Regions from separate parts of the Gasterosteus aculeatus genome. Here region 1 is linked to region 2. Evidence: chromatin contacts called from public Hi-C data. All regions are on one chromosome and are shown on one strand. Each heading gives the region's core, a stretch centred on a gene start, on an enhancer-like site or on the middle of the called end of the contact. The rest is flanking DNA. Distances are from core to core; before and after follow the strand shown. Region 1 holds the start of tmem218 (transmembrane protein 218). Region 2 overlaps LOC120822319 (homeobox protein PKNOX2).

The links. Hi-C and Micro-C count contacts between places; a contact is called where the count stands out from the background.
Region 1: a contact with region 2 is called in a Hi-C map of whole body, with 5 times the contacts expected there. The contact joins the promoter of tmem218 here to the enhancer-like site in region 2. A contact is called at or near these places in 3 of 6 Hi-C or Micro-C datasets (skeletal muscle and whole body).

Annotation. Positions count from the first base shown.
Region 1 is chr7:15,356,823-15,359,697 of fGasAcu3.hap1.1, reverse strand. tmem218 (transmembrane protein 218) reads right to left here and starts at 1,296. Exons shown (of 3, transcript XM_040182929.2): 1 at 367-1,296. The coding sequence starts at 476. It overlaps LOC120822319 (homeobox protein PKNOX2), which reads left to right and starts at 2,533. Exons shown (of 11, transcript XM_040181907.2): 1 at 2,533-2,634. The coding sequence starts at 2,617.
Region 2 is chr7:15,323,272-15,326,195 of fGasAcu3.hap1.1, reverse strand. The region is part of intron 2 of LOC120822319 (homeobox protein PKNOX2); the gene reads left to right. Among protein-coding and RNA genes, the nearest start is that of LOC120822319, 32 kb to the left of the region's middle. Within about 2 kb of position 1,570, at least 2 of the 9 cell types and tissues checked have open chromatin away from gene starts, as enhancers often do.

The sequences.
Region 1 (2,875 bases), core at 47-2,546, 34 kb before region 2:
GCTTAAATTGTCTCATTAATCTAAACTCATTAAGTGGGACTTTGATTCCTATAGGTCTTCCCTTGAACACACAACTATGATCAACAATGAGCTAGGGTTTCTGAAAAGGATTTTTTGTTACATTGTATTTGAACTAAAAATGTCACACAAACGCCGAATTGCCTGAGAAACCGTACTACTGCCACTTGCTGACGTTCTCTTTCTTTCAGGAGATGTGCGCTATGGTCGACGTTCAAACCAACATAGAGCGGAGGAAATGTTGGGATATTAAGGAAACTACTGATTCGCATTGACACATAACCGTTGATCCAGTACGTTTTACCCGGGGTTGTGTGAGGAGTGTGTGGAGGTGCTGTTCTCACTCACTTCGCAGATCCAGATGCTCTCAGCAGCATCATCCCAAACACAACAAATGCAATCCAAACGATCGAAATGATGAACACGCCCGTGCCCACTTCCAAAACGGTGTTTGTCATTTTCAAGCCACAGCCACAACAGTTATTCAAGGATGTCGGCGTAAATAGAGTTTACGACCGATTTTCGTGACATAATTTAACTATCGTTCACCAGTGTAGGTTAGCTAATGTTAGCTACATTAGCTACTGCAACGTCCTCCGTAGAGCGAGACAGTTAACAGTTATTTAAGCTAGCTCTCGCTGCTAGCTCTGCTTTGCTAGGGCAAACAGGGCATGATTTGTGATTAAGTGTATCGATGCTCGATACGCAGGTCCCCTGTACCAATGCCTATTTACTGCCCGTTAACACGCAGTAGCTCAATCAATTCAAGAGTCATGGCGTTCTCCGTCGCGTCTTCTACTTCCTGGTAACAGCAAACTGGAGTTTGATTGGATGCGCCAACTGAAGACGGGCCATTTACGTGCATCGTTACTGGAAAAGCGAACACTGGAGAGGAGACAAGGAACTTCACCTAGCTCTTCCGACGTTTTAATCATCCCTAGGTTTCAAATATTTTAGTTTTCACTTTCGTCTTTGTACGTAAATGCAACATATCATCCTGATTCGAGGCTGGAAGCATTCTCTTTACCTCTAGAAGTTTTTTTCCTGCTAATATATTGTCTTATTACCATATAAAAACGTTATCGTCCATAAACATTTCATTTATGAGCCAGGATCGGTGGGAAATGAGTAACAACCACCAACATCAGCTACTGAAATGTAAAACTTCACATTAGGTAATTTGTCCTATCCGTTTGTTCGGCTGGCAAAAATAGATTCACATGATTTTGGTGTGAATAGACGTTGCTAGCAGCCTTCTGTCTCCTACCATCCCACCCTGTCTTTTGGAAGCATGCAATTACAAATGCAGACCGACAGGGGGCTGAACCATCCGCGGCGCGAACATGGGCACGCGCTCAAACGTAGTCCCGCTCACACGGTGCACAGTGTCAGAGTGCTTACTGGGGAAAAAATCATGTTGCCTTTGAGTGACCCTCGTAAAATCTAAGCACCTAGTAATTGTTAATACAAGGCACACTGAGGGATTGGTTCATTTAAAAAACTAATGACAGCAAAAACTGACTGATTAAAAAAGTCAGTTGTCATTTGTGTCGTCTGCTTGAATAGCAATAAAAATCTGTGCTCTTTACATGCTCTCTAGAATGTCATCCGCCTGTCGATACCAGCTTTGACAAGAACGCACAAGCTCGGGGCTAAAGTTCCCCCAGGCTAAATCTATTTAAGGACGCTGATAGGCTAAATTGTATGTCATATTATTTTATTTAATCAGCAATTGGCTACAGTGCTTCTTATACTCTGTTCTGCAGGCAATCTTGACATTGCCCCCAGAGCAGCCAGACGCATGAAGACAGGTTGTGTATATGACAGGCAGCGACGTAAAGGGAAAACCATATATGTGTCTTATGAAATATTTTCATTATTGATGTTTTCAGGGTCTATTTTCTCTTGTGATCTATTCCTGGCCCAATCATTGGTGAACCTGAATTGGAGAGGCCAATGGTGGTGTGGTGGTTAGCTGGGGATTAGGTTGATGGGTGACTCTAAATTGCCCATAGGTGTGTGGATGTGAGTGTGAATGGTTGTTTGTCTCTGTGTTAGCCCTGCGATTGCCTGGCCACCAATCCGGGGTGTACCCTGTTAGGCATAATGCGTATAACATTCCACTCTTTTCTCACCAGAGATGCCTCATTCTCACAACAAATGTGGAACCAAGTGACTCAATAAAATGATATGGTACCCAGAATAATTATAATATTAATAATATTACCAGGTCTATATTATATTCATCTTCCAGTCACACACAGGAAACATACCATATGTATTAGTGTGGTGTTAGAAATGCGGAGAATTAACTGTAGGTCTTGATTCCTTCATTCAAACTGATGAGGAAAAAATATCAACAAGTAATAAAGTCTTTCCTTCTTTTGGTGCTTCATCAGTTCATCAGCATCGCCGTTGCGTTCTTGTAGAGCCCCTTTAGTGATTGCCGTATTTCCCACGGACACGGGAAGGCATCAGCAGCTTGGTGTTGAGAAAAAAACCGGGGAGCGGAGATGGAGGTGGGAGGGGCCAGGCGCGGCTGACGTCAGCAGCTGTGTGGAGGAGTATAGGCTGTGCTGTCAGCCCAGTGTCAGTCTGATGAAGATTGGCATGCAGGTAAGCTGTCATTCATTTTCAATGTCAGTGCATGGGAGCAGGGCTTTACCACTTCAGCGTCTCCCCCCCGCCCCCCCCCCCCCACCCCCTCCCCCCTTTCATTACAAAAGGCAGGACATTATTCATACAGTCAGCCAGGCCAGAGAGAGAGAGAGAGAGAGAGAGACGGGGAGAGAGAGACGGGGAGAGAGAGTGAGAGAGAGAGAGAGAGAGGGCGAAAGGGAGGGGGAAGTAGATGGGG
Region 2 (2,924 bases), core at 321-2,820:
TTTATGGGTGGAAAGAAAACAGCTAGGACAACAATAGACCCATTTACTTTATACAATCTCACATAATGCACTCTTTCACAGTTTCAATTCAAACAACCATTTTTTCCTCAACTTAGGTCAGTACTTTTGTTACCCAATCCAAACGGAGTTGTTTGTTGAAGACAGAAGTTTATTTTGAAAAGACTGTGGGTGTGATGAGATGAAATTGAATAGTGTTGCCCGCCCTTACGAAAAACAAGATGGCCACTGTATAAATACTTAAGGCTCCCACGAAGAGCTCACTTCGTATTCACAATCTATGGTTGGCACTTATTGGATTCATCACAAGCCGTTCTTCAATAGAACATATTTCCCTTTTATGGTTAATCAACACTGTTTATGATGATCACAGGACCACCTTCTTTAAAAGTAAATCCTGTTAACTACAAGCAACTGGAGACTATGATTGTGAGGGCGTCTCCCCATAGGCCCTCTGGACCCAAATGCATTATAATACTGGTTTATAACTATCCAGTTACTGACCTGAAATTGCAGCATAGTGATATGCAGCATCAAGGTTGTTTTATATCAAGCAGTTGTCCAGAATGATATTAATTCCTCAGTAACTTACACTAAAACCAACCAACTCTGTTGCTATTGATTGACTTGTTTCCTCATTTTTCAAATGGAATTGGAAATGGATCATCTTTTCTAGATTCCACTTCAGTTTTGGTTCCACTGAACTTTTAATGCAAGCTCATAGTAACTGATAGTCTGTATCTCATAATCATGATGAAGTGACTCAGGGGATTGTTGTCTAACAGAAACCACTTGCAGCCAAAGCAGCATGACTTATGATGACGCATTGGCCACAAACAAGATAAAAGTCAATAGAAAAAAGGAACGGTGGATAGTTTGACATTTGATACTTAAAGAATCTCACAGTCATGACTCATTCAGTGCAGGATAAAGTTTGACGGATATTGCATCCATTTTTCTTCATGATCTTTTAATGAAGCATACAATTTTGCAGTTTAAATTCTACATCTCCATGTGAAATTTAAGTATAAACCAACAACGACAATGACACAAACTGGATTCATTTTGATGGTATTTAAACAGCTTGTGACATTTACTAAACAGGGCCATGTTTTCAGTGAAACCTTCAAATAAAATACAAATGAAACCGTCTGTATGACGTTTGGCAGTTTTGTTGCTTGTAGCATACCATTAGCTCCACCAAACCAAGTTGCCAGATGTCTTCTCTTCACTCCCTTCCTGCTACGCATGCTCACAGAGTCTGATCCGTCATCACCCTGGCTGGGCCCCCTGATGCAGACTGGTCTTACATGCCGGTCGGCCCCGTCATCCTCTGCTTCAGTCAGGCCTGCAGAGGTTCTCTACTCGGCCTGGCTTGTCTCTCCAAGACAAACTCTCCTTCTTACCCCCTCCCAACCATAATTTTACTGCCACTCAAGTTGCCAACACTGCCGGGACAGACAGACAGGCACGTGTACGCATACACAGAGACAGAGCCACCCACCTGCTAATCCCCTTCTCATTAATCCCCCACCACTCTCCTCAAATATTCCCTTCTGCTGATCTCATTGTGAGGTAGTGTAGTGTGTGTAGTGGGGTTGGGAGGGGAGCTAGTGGTGGGTGGTAGGGCAAAGGGGCCTTCTGAAGACGGATGAGTCCATTTAAAGAAATATTTCACTTTCAGTTTGATAAAACATTTCTAATTATTACCATATTCACACAAACACCGGAGTTCAGGAAAATTCCACCTCAAACATCTGTCACCACTTCTTTAAAAAGGCGGATCCAAGAAAAATCAAAAATCAAATTAAAAGGAAAATTACCCTTTTGTTTGTAAATGAAAAACAAACATGATGGTTACAGCCAGTTTGGGTAGATGAAAATATGTCAACTACCACAGAAGTATGTCCATTTCAGTAAGACTCCTTACTTCCAGCTATGGGTAGTATGTTAAAGTAAACAACCCATTCATTAAATAGTGTATTCATTTCATATCTCTAATCCAAGCTGATTTCCCAGTTACACAGCAAGCACCTGTTATGTAAACTATAAAAAGCTACAGTAAATGTGGCATCTTCTCATAACATGTTTATTAAGACTTTGTACACCTGAATGCACTTTCACATTGCGCATCAGGTGCGTTCCCATGGTAACATTCGTCCTATTTATACTTGCAAGCCTACTACTTAGAAAGAAAGACCTTCTGAAACCAAAAGGAATACTCTGGGATATTGGATTAGTTTCCTTTACATGCAGCTCTTATCATGCAAATTAGCCAAGGTGCTGAACTTTATGTACTGAATCCATTTTAAACAACAGAAGCACCAGTTCGATCTCCATCTCCGCTAGGCCATGACCATATGTCCTTAGGAAAAACACCTAACTCCAAATTGTTCCCCACACTAATCCTGCAGTGTATAGGGGGGTGAATGATTGGTTAGTTCTGATAGACCTGGTACATTGTATGGTAGACACTGTCATCAGTGTATGAATGCGTGTGAATGATAACATTTAAGGCGCTATGAGTGGTCGGAAGACAATAAAAGCAAAGTGCAGTTACCATTTATATTATATATACAAATTACAAACACATTAATGAGCAACCTACTAACAGCAACCTGTTTACCGAATTCTCATTGAACCCAAACCAGGATCATTACTTAAGTGCTTGCATTAACCAAAATCCAACTCCACGACTAACTTACGATGCAAACAAAGTCGTAGGCTTTGAACGCTTAACAATCATTCTACACCTCCTCACTAACATCAAGCACTTCCTTCACTCATGAAAATGTGTGGGGCAAAACCAATGAGTTCATGTAATTTCTAGGCAAGAGCTTAGTCAAAAGAGCTGAACATGTGGCGCCACCCTCAGGACTTTTTCTCAGCTTCAGAGAACATTGTAT